Regions from separate parts of the Podarcis muralis genome. Here region 2 is linked to region 1. The links are chromatin contacts, called in public Hi-C maps. All regions are on one chromosome and are shown on one strand. The core of a region is the stretch at or near the end of the contact, and the rest is flanking DNA. Distances in the headings are between cores, read along the strand shown.

What was found. Hi-C and Micro-C count contacts between places; a contact is called where the count stands out from the background.
Region 2: a contact with region 1 is called in a Hi-C map of blood, with 6 times the contacts expected there. The contact joins the promoter of METTL4 here to the promoter of THOC1 in region 1. A contact is called at or near these places in 2 of 3 Hi-C or Micro-C datasets (blood and tail).

The regions. Positions count from the first base shown.
Region 1 is chr8:46,078,446-46,083,658 of rPodMur119.hap1.1, forward strand. It overlaps THOC1 (THO complex subunit 1), which reads right to left and starts at 2,365. Exons shown (of 21, transcript XM_028737230.2): 1 at 2,232-2,365; 2 at 174-247; 3 at 15-75. The coding sequence starts at 2,336.
Region 2 is chr8:46,720,214-46,725,426 of rPodMur119.hap1.1, forward strand. It overlaps METTL4 (methyltransferase 4, N6-adenosine), which reads right to left and starts at 2,319. Exons shown (of 9, transcript XM_028737260.2): 1 at 2,224-2,319; 2 at 1-444. The coding sequence starts at 372. NDC80 (NDC80 kinetochore complex component) reads left to right here and starts at 3,552. Exons shown (of 16, transcript XM_077933111.1): 1 at 3,552-3,658; 2 at 4,556-4,645; 3 at 5,137-5,213. The coding sequence starts at 3,558.

The DNA.
Region 1 (5,213 bases), core at 1,115-3,614:
CAAGTAGTACTCACAATTTCTTCTTCCAAGGCAACTCTGAAAGCTTGATCCAGGGTAAACTTTTTTTCATTTTCACTACCAGAGGAGAAAAGCGTTAAGACTATTTTGCCAAAGCCTTCCATATCAACATAATTAAATACATGTTAGGAAACAAAAAGCAAACTAAAGGTTACCTTCCAGGTATCTGGCTGAAGGCACTCAATAAAGGTTTAATAGTTTTGTTCTTAAGTGCATCTCGAGTTGAGTTCTGAGAAGAAAAGGCAAGTGGGGAAGATTAGGTTTTTTAAGTAGTATTTCTATTCAATACTATGTGTAAATCTTTATCAAAATTAATTTATAACACACCTTTCTTGCACGATGGTATTTAAGATGGGTAACATATGGTTCCCAGGCACAAATCAGAACTGCTTCACTTTAGCAAAGTTTATGCATTGGGGCCTTCTCACGACAACCATGGATAATAGGGATTTTAAAGTTCCATATTTACTTAGAATTTAATTGCTCTAGTACTTTAAGTCCAAGACTTTACTCATATGAAAACATGCTATACCTCATAGCACAGCCTAAACCAAAACTAGACTTGTCTAACCAGACTGACTTTATATGATTAGAATACAAGTTCAAATTATAATTGAATATCTTCAGTACAAAGAAAGGATTCATGACTTATGTACACTTAGACCATAAAATCTTCTTGGGTCATTCCAAATCAAGTGATCAAACTTTTAATCTTTTTTTTTGTTTTGTTTTTTTTACCTCGTGTCATTTTCTTAACATTTTGTACACTTGTTGAACGATCAAAACTAAGTTTAAATCTAAAATTTAAACTGTTTATCCTATCCCCTTTTTGAGACAATCAGAAATAATAAATGTAAGCATAAAATGTTCCTCAAGGTTTGTGTATTCTATACTTAAAGCTTTTAAACGCTGCAAAAATGCATGCCCTTAGCCATGCAGTTTTGAAAACAGATATGGAAATGTAACATGATGGGTAAAGGTAAAGGTAAAAGACCCCTGGACAGTTAAGTCCAGTCAAAGATGACTATGGGATGCGGTGCTCCCATAAGCACAATCCAAACCATAGTTTCTCAGAAGAAAGCACTACATATTTATGTATTATTTACTCTCAACTAAGTAGACTTAGGAGTGCATCCATTCACCTCTGCAAATAACAAACAAATGTGTTTTTGGTTGAATTTGGGCCAATTCACAGGATTAAACTGGAATGTTTGGAATACAGACTGAATAAGTCCAGACAAAATCAGGCTACAATGAAATACTCATGTGACTATATTTTACCAGTGTTTAACTCAATCTAAGCAAACCACCTGAAAGCGGGCTGAGTTCCATTTTAGAATTAGAGATGAGATAATGAATTACAGTGATTATACTGAATGTTAAACTTGTTAAACATATATTACATTTAGCTGTCATACACATCCCTCACTAGTTGTCTGTAGCACGAAACAGTGATTTGTATGAATGAACATCACCACAGATCCAGCAAGCTACTTCTATTTACACTCCTTTCTCCACACACCAATTATAGGTGCAGAAACCCTCTCCCCTTGGGCATCTGGCCACCCTACTGGAAGCAAAATTTCGACATCTTCTCAAGGAGGACAATGTCGCCCTGTGATGGGTTATCAGCAAAAAGCTGTTATTGCTTATATCCCACCATTCATTTCCACAATAAAGGTACGGGCACTGAAAACGAAGCTTAAAAACACAATTCCAAAGTGCAGAAGATATCAGCGTTGAAATGTGGTCGATACAAATGCAAGTGATGTCCCTCTTACTAATACTCAACGGCCTGTTAGAACAAACAGGTCTGAAGCCTATGGCTTTGGGGATGGGAAACGGTCAGGTAGAGAGGGAGCTCCGTAATAATAATAAATAAATTTTCTTTATACCCCGCCCTCCCCAGCCCACGGCGCCGCCACCGAGGGAAGCCACGTCCACCGAAAATGCTACTTTTCTAAACACATTTATTGGGCAGGAAACGCCACGGAATAGGACGGGTGTGAGTGTGTCGCTTTTTCGGGGGGGGGCATGCAGAAAGCAGCGTGGGCTTCTCTCCCCGCGCCCCCAACCCAGTTCGTCCGCATCCATTCCGGATACAAGCGGGGATGAAAAGGGAGCTCAAGCGAAAAGGAAAGGCGCTCGGGAAGACCCAGCTATCCGGAGTCCCCAGCGTGGGCATTCGCGCCCCAGCCCGCCTCCCCGCTCACCGTGAAACGCAGCCGCGCCTCAGGCAAGCTGAAGAGCGGCGGCGGCGACATAGCACCTCCTGGAAGACTCGGCGAACAACCGGCGGCCCGCTCTGGTGACGCCATCCCTTTGCGACTGCGGAAGTCCGAAGGCAGCCGCGAGCGCCCCCTCCTGCCCGGGAGGAGTCTTTTTAGCGCCGAGAAAAGGGAGACTCGGAAGAGGAGGAGGAGCTTCGAGGATTCTGAACCACGTGACTGCTCTCTGCCCATTTAACTCTCGCATCGTCCCGCCTCGTTTTATTCTCAGTTCGTTTTGTAGTGATGGAAGTATGGCTCACTGCTTCTCCACCTTAGTTTGATCTTTCATATTCCTTCTAAGAAGCATTAGCTTTCTTATTTTCCCAAACCCAGAGTCCCAGCATGATTGCATCCAGGGGTGAAGTGTGCTCCTCCAACAGGGATTCTATATTCAGTTCAGTTTCTGCTGAAGTTGGACCTTTTATTTAGCTTTAAAAGAAAGCATGTTTTGATATGTGCAATATCACACACACGTGTGCAATATCAAGCCCCAAATGGTGCAATTCAGAATGAGTGTGGGCTGCGGCACACTCGCACAACCAAACAAAGGACGACATGAATCATGTGGAGGGGAAATGGGTTGACCCAAGGCCACAATTTAATTCAACTGGAAGAAAAAGAATTGATAAAGATAGAGTGGGAATAGTGCACAAAAGATCATTAGCACCAGTTGGCTCTGTCCACATAATAAGGTTATTTCTTTAATTTGTATACTACCTTTTCAAGAAATGCTGGGTAAGTTAAGGTTAAAATATCGTCTTTCCAAATCCTAACGCCATGTTGGCAGAAACATGGGATTAAATGCAATCTTTCCACCTACAGTTCTACACACATTTTATTGCATTGCATTGTAATAATTTATTGTGGTAAAAATGTTCATTGATTTCTGGAGACTTTTTGATCTAGTAACTCAACGATCTAATTTTCCTGCTGCGTCTTCAACAGATGTTATAAATGTGTGTGTCCCAGTCTGATGCAGTACTAATGTAGAGGCAATCTCTCTTACAGTGAAGAACTGGCGTGTTATATTTTGTATGAGCAACAATGCCTAGGTGTCACCTTGATTGATTCTGTGCAAATTTGTAAGAAAACCAAATAGGAAATTGTTCCTTTAGTGATACTACTGCATAGCTAGATGTTTTCATTTCCTTAATTCTCTGGAGACTGAACACTTCTCACCAGCTTATAAAACCACGCAGATTCACCTTTAGGTAAGATCACTCTACACTATTTGTTTATTAAAACACATGGCACAACACAGTTGCCAGTGCGGTGGGGTTGGGGAGAGACTCACAAAACCTCTTTATTCCAGATTGTTTTTATGGTCTATTGGGAAGACTAAATGAAATGTTTCTTATTTTTGTTGACATTGCTATCCTCAGTGGTGCATGAAAAAATGGTAAAGGCCACTCTTTCATAACAACCCTATTTCTCCTTTTAACTCCCACTGCTCTTAAAAGAGCAGTGTTATGAGTATGTTATGAGTAACATATAGAGTATGTTAGCCTGATATGACCCGGTGGAGGGGGGGGAGGGAACCCACAAATGGGAACATCCCTTTTGGCTGATCTGAGAATGCCCATTATTGCCAATTTTTATTTATTTACTCACTATATTTATATAAATGCACCCAATAACATTGTTCTCTAGGTGAATTGCAACATAAAAATGATACAGCACAATTGAGCACAAAATAATAAAAACAATCCCAGCTGGTGGGGGAGGGTGTGGCTTACCAGTGAGCAAGATGTATATTGGATTGTTTCCTCAGCAGAGGAAGAAACCTGGTGCCTTTCTTATTCAGTGGCTTAAAACTGTTGATTCAGAACTAGAGAATATCCCCCAGGAAAAATAACAAGTGTTTAGAGCTCTGGGGCCACACAGCTAAGATGGTGGCAGTACTAGAGAAGTAATTATACACTTTGGCAAGTACTTACTGAAGGAGCAAATTTTACTTGTACTTCACAATTTTTGAGTCTTGAAATACAACGAAGAGCAAGTTCAAGTTAATTAAAAAGTAAACCCTAACAGTTTGAAGAGAAAGCACTGTTTTAAACCAATCACAAGAAGTATGAACTCAAAGAGGAAAATGGGCAATGTCACAAGAACATCAGTGTTTGTTGAAGTTATTATAGTTCATTGTAAGAAAGAATAAAAATACTTTTCCAAAAAGAGAAGAAATCCATCCAAAAATGATTATAATATTTATTTTCAAATAGCAAAACTGTTCATGTTGAATAATTAGAAAACAAAGTATACATTTCCCCCCATGTGAATGAACCTGGCTGGGCTGTAAGATCAGCATAAGAGGTGCTTATCTCTGGCTCATCATTAGCAAGGAGCCCAGAAGAAGAAACATTCTCAGTGGTTGCATTGCAAGTTGTAGGGTTCCCCCCCCCCATCAGTTTGGACTAAAAAGCTTATTCCCTTTTCATTTTTAGATTGCAAGAAAAAACAATTAATTAATTAATTAATTAATTAATTAATTTATACAAGAAAAGAAATATCTCAAAGTGACCTAAAAAAAGGATACAGTTAAAAAATACAAAAGTCAAAGATAAAATTATGAAAATACTAGCAGTTTCACCATTTGCAAAACAGCATTAAGATTATGACATATTGACTTTGTATATTGCCCTTCATCCATAGATCTCAGAGCGATTCACACGACTGGTTTGTAAAGCTGTAAAGTTTATCTACATAGCTGAGATAATACCCTGAATAAACTTAATTGAAAACTTGACCTTCCTCCCAAATAATTTTCCTCTGGGCATTCCTCTAAGGCTTCAGTGGTTAACCATAAGAAAAAACAATACCATATAAAAAAAGCTAATCAGGAAGAATTAAAAACCACAGAGTGAAAGTAACAATCCAGAGTTCCCAATTAAAACAGTTTCTGGCAGAATTAAAACACTAAAATGTTTT
Region 2 (5,213 bases), core at 1,069-3,568, 640 kb after region 1:
TTCTGATCCACCATTTCCTAGACCAGCCTCAGATCCCTTTTGCTGGAGATCCATTTGATTGTTTGCAACTCCATGTGGCTTCAGTACATTAAAAAATTCTTCCCGAAAAACATATGTATTCTTTACCATTAGACTTGCTTTTTCTTCTGGGGCCTTGATCTCATCAACAGAATCTTTTCTGCAAGAATTTTTAGCATCTAGGCTTCTAGCAGCCTCAATGAGAGCCCCATCTGAGGAAGCAGCAGTAGCAGGATCATCAACAAAGGCCAAGCCAGAATGATCATGGGAATGGCATAGCTGGTAGTTAGCTTTGTTTATGAAGGAGAGGTGGTCCAGTAGCCACCCAGCTGATAGATGACAAACAACAGACATTCCCTGCTATTCCTGTTTTTCAGTGTACTGTTCTTCCAAGTGGATTCAACATAAATAAATAAATCAGTATCTCTGAAAAGTAAAAAAGTAAACATTTTATAAGTATTGCAGTTTATTATTGGGAGTTTTTTTAAAACAAAAAATATCAATATTCTAACAGCATAATTCTATGGAAGGTTATGTGGCAGTAAGTCCCACTGTATCCAATGAGTCTTACTCCCCAAGTAAATGTACTTAGGACGACAGCCAAAGACAGATAAACTTCTTCCAGTATACAGTGTTAAATTATTCAAAGACTTTGATTTTAAATTCTTTACAAGATTGTAGTTTGATGACAGCAATATAAGTTATTAAATCATAGATAGCAGTGATATACATTTTAATGCCTCTAAGTGCAATACTGTTACTTTGCCCTTGTTAAACAGTTCGTATAACTGTAGGAGCCACATTATTTAAATATCTGCCTCCTAATGGGATTGTTCAGGCATTACTTGGGTTTTCTACTCAGGTGAGCTTCGAATGGGGTCTCCAGCTCATGAAACTTGCTCTTTTCACCATAGATAGAGAATAATTAACAGGAAAATACCATATTGATTTGAAAGGGTTGCCTCACTTACCTTGAATATGCAAGAGAGAGAGAATGTAATAATGAGACTAAATCATGTTCTCAACCCATGTAATGCATTTGTTTACATCACTAGTTTATCATAATTGCACCTACTTAAAAGCAACTATAATTGAAATTAACAGAAATAAATTGTTTATCACTTGGATGCCAATTATGTTTAAAAACCAAGGGAGAATGTACCTCATTTATCCAGCTTTATTGCTTTAAGTAAATTTCAAGTTTTTAACCATTTTAGCAAATCGTACTTAAAAGTCAACTTTGTATTTGTAGAAAAAATGTTCCAAGCTGTTTATGCAACATGTTATGCACTATTATGGCAGCAACAATGTGCAAATCTAGTCTGAGAGCAGCACATCATGTTACAAACTCTGACACCTATTTTAGAATAGCTGGAAATGTACATGAAATTTAAACTTAAGTTTTTGCGGGCCTTTCCAGATACCAAAAAACTCCTTGCTCTTTTTCCTGCAAAAGTATTCCCTCCTGGAAGTTGTCCAAAACAAGTCATTCAGACTGCCCCAACACCCTTAAGCAAAGTTATCATTAGCCCTTACAATAATGTCTGCACACAAGACATTTTAAGGTATTCTAGTTAACTGCAGTCATCTGTAGCAAAGGCAACAGTAAAACTTTCAATGAGATCGTAATCAAAACACCTAGAGGGGAGACTATTGGGCAAGGCAAACCCAAATCACTAACAGCTAAAGGCAGGATAAATAAAACTGCTTGCTTTACTGAAGGACAGAAGGGAAGGTGTATGTGGCAATTTCACTCATAAAGCACTTTCGAGGGCTGATTTTAGAGAGGCTAATATACATTATCTTATTCTAATCCCTAGCATAGGGCAGAACAGCGTTACTGTCACCATTTCGAGACTGCCTAGCGAGTTCGTGGCTGAAGAGAGATCTGTGCCGTGGGGGCTCGTGCAGGAAACCTACAAATACGTTTACTAGGAAGCCAAATCGCATTGAGCTCGACAGAGTTTACTCCCGGAAACGAGCGCATTAAAGTCAGACAGGTCATCAGAGCAACCCAGCAACCCAACCCAATGCCACGGCTACAACGCCAGCGCCACGGGGGAGCCCACGACGGAAAACCGCACAGCCATGAAGCTTCGCTCCCATGGGCGCAGCCACCTTGCCGTACGTAAGGCACGGTCACGTGGTTTAGGCGCTCTAGCCGACGGCTGCCGCAGATAACCATAGAGATGAAAACGTACTTACTGTATATACGGCCGTTGCGATCATTTCGCCCGTGAAGAGCGGCTTCCTCTTTCTGAGGGAAGTGACGTCGACTCTCCTCCCTTCACGCTTTCTTATTCTGAGGGCGTCACTGGTGACGTTCCTGATTGGCGGGTAATTTAAAAAAACACCAACCAACCAACCAAGAGCGGCTCCGCGATTAGACCGAGAAGGGTCTAAACAACGGGACCGGCGGCTGAAAGCCCTTTGGCGCAGGTGGTGCAGGACTTGAGTGGGGTCGGGGGTTCTTCAACTCGGCGGAAGGAGGTGATGGGGGGGGGGACACCTATGGGCGGGGGGAACCGTTTCTTTTCCCAGCGCCCTATGCAGGGAACGCCCTAATTTAAGGCTCCTCTGATCCTTCGCCGGTGGGCTGGGGCTCTGCGAAGCCTCCCTGCTCCTAATCTGAGATGCTTGGAACTATTCCTCCTCTCTCTCTCTCTCTCCTTCTCTTTCCATTGGAAAGAAATCCTCCCTTAACCTTCTGGCCTCGGTTTGTTCAAGCGGGAATTTTATTTATTGCTCTTGGGTAAAAGGCTGCCTAGGGCTGCAGCCTCAAGGGACGAAAGTGCCCCCACCCCCAGGTTCTCTGCTTGCTTCCCTTCTCAGGAGGGGCGCAGTTCCCCTCGACCTACTCTTCCTAACCCAGGGTGAGGGTCAGTTGCGGAGGTGCAGGCTGCTCTGGGTGGCATCCCTGAGGGAGATGACAAAAATGAGATTTAAAAAATAATGTTTAAAAATTGAGCTCACAAAACTTTTTAGTTCAGTCAACAAACTTAAGGAAATGCAGCTGGCACTGGGTGCCACAGCAGGGGCCGGCACTTACCGCGGGGCCTACAGTGTGCCAGAGCCACACATCTCTCCTGGGAATGACGTGGTGGCTGCAGGCTCCGCGCTGCTTGAAACAGCAGCATGGGACTTGTGTCTGCCCTCCTCCTCTCCCTCAGCCGCCCCGACAGCTGAGGGGGAGGCTCCATGCAGCGTGCCTCGTCCCCAACTGCAGGACCTGGCACCCCAGCGGCTAGCTACACCACTGGCGAGGGGGCTGGAGCGTCCTCTCCTGCTGGGGCGGCTCAAGGCCCTTTTCTCAACGGAGCAGGACTTTCACCCCCGAGATCCCCAGTCGCCTTCTTGCCTCATGGTAGATGATGGTGACCTATTTATTTGTAGTCTGCCTTTTCCCTCGATGGGGTTCAAGGCAGCACACAGATAAAAAAACCAGCTTTTAAAAGAATAGCCTTGCTTGGACCTTCCCAGTTCTGTCGCTGACCAGGCAGTATCTTCACTCCCTCCAGCAGGCTTGCTCCTCTGCAACGATGCATCGCAACTCCAGTACCAGCCGCCTCAGCTGCCGGCAGTCCATCCATCCTCTCAGGGTGCAGGATACCAACAAGGCGGTGCCCAATACTCCTCTAACGTAAGTAAGATAGGTAATTTCTCTTGTGGCAGGGTTTCATTCCTGAAAGACAAAAGGGGTCCTGGGATGCTGCAATGGTCAGGGATGGTAGGAACTGTAGTCTCAAAACATCTGGAGGGCCAAGTTTGAGGAAGCCTGGGCTACAGCATCAGGGCCTTTTTAAGCTTGGGGAAAAGGCAGGTAAGCAGCCAGGGAAGGGCATGATGGAAGTAGAAAATTATGCATGATGAGTTTGATTGGGGATAGTGTTTCTTCCTCTTTAAATATTAGAACCAGGGGGCATTAAGTGAACATGAATGCTGAGAGCTTCAGGGCGGACAAAAGGAAGTATTTCTTAACGTAGCACATAGTTAAGTCTTGGAATTAACTACCACATGTAGGGGTGGCCACCAACATGAATTATTTTTAAATGGGGCTAGACAAATTTATAGAGGATAAAGCTGTGCTCTTCCTCCACTAGCAGAGGTGGTATACCTCTGAATACCAGTTGCTGGAAATTGCAAGTGGAAGAAGCAATGTTCCACTCAGATCTCATCCACAAACTTCCCATAAGCTTCTCATAGGCCACTGGTAACATCTTTCAACAAGGTTTGTCTTACATTCTTAAAGTACACATTTTGAAAATTGGAGTCCTGTTGATGTCTGGTTTCTATTTTAATGAGATTATTAAAGGTGTTGTATATAGCACATTAAAAATAACCATAAGTCACAGTAAAAGGTCTTTTTTTAAGGGTGAGCAAGAGTAAAAATAATTAAGTGGATGTATATCAAACTTAATGTATGCAGCTTCACAACATCTGTATTGCAGTTTGATACTAATAGCTGGCAACTTAATTGAACAGAATTTAAAGGTAACTTATTTCACTATGATTTGTGCAAATCAATATTCTTTTCAAGACAAGAGAGGAGGACAACCTTTGGAAAGCTGAGTGTGGGGAAACGTGGATCAGTGACATCGGAAAGGAAAACCAGTTTCTTTGGCAAAAGGTAATAGAGCACACAGACAAAAACTCCTGAAAGGTCTACACTTGGCAGAATTTTTTAAAAAAGAAATGGGCATGAGGCTATTTAAGCCACAGCACCATTTAGAAGGCTGGAGCAGTGTAACTTTGTGATGCTATTTCCAGCCAGGGGAAATGTTGCAACACTGTTATTTCCTATGCTTGGAAGTACCGGCTTAGAAGCTATACCTACCCTTTGAATGTGGGAGTACTCTGGGTTGCTTTGTTTTTTCAAGCCAGATATAGAGTGGTTTAACACTTTTATTTGGCTAGAAAGAAATTCAAGAATACCTTAGGAAAAGGGAAAGCCCCACACTGCACTTTAATTTTCTGGTGGAATACTGTGGTGTGGCAAGTTGAATAACATTGTCAACTGTGAGTCTGACTTATTCTTGTAACCTAACATTTGTGTCCAAGTAGCTCTGTTTGCATAGTAGCAGCTAACTTGAGATTGTCATCTTACTCCTTTGTTTCTAGGACCAGTGGCCCTGGAAGCTTACGAAGCAGCCAGTATGGGGCATTCGGGAATATGGAAAAGATCAAGGAACCCAGGC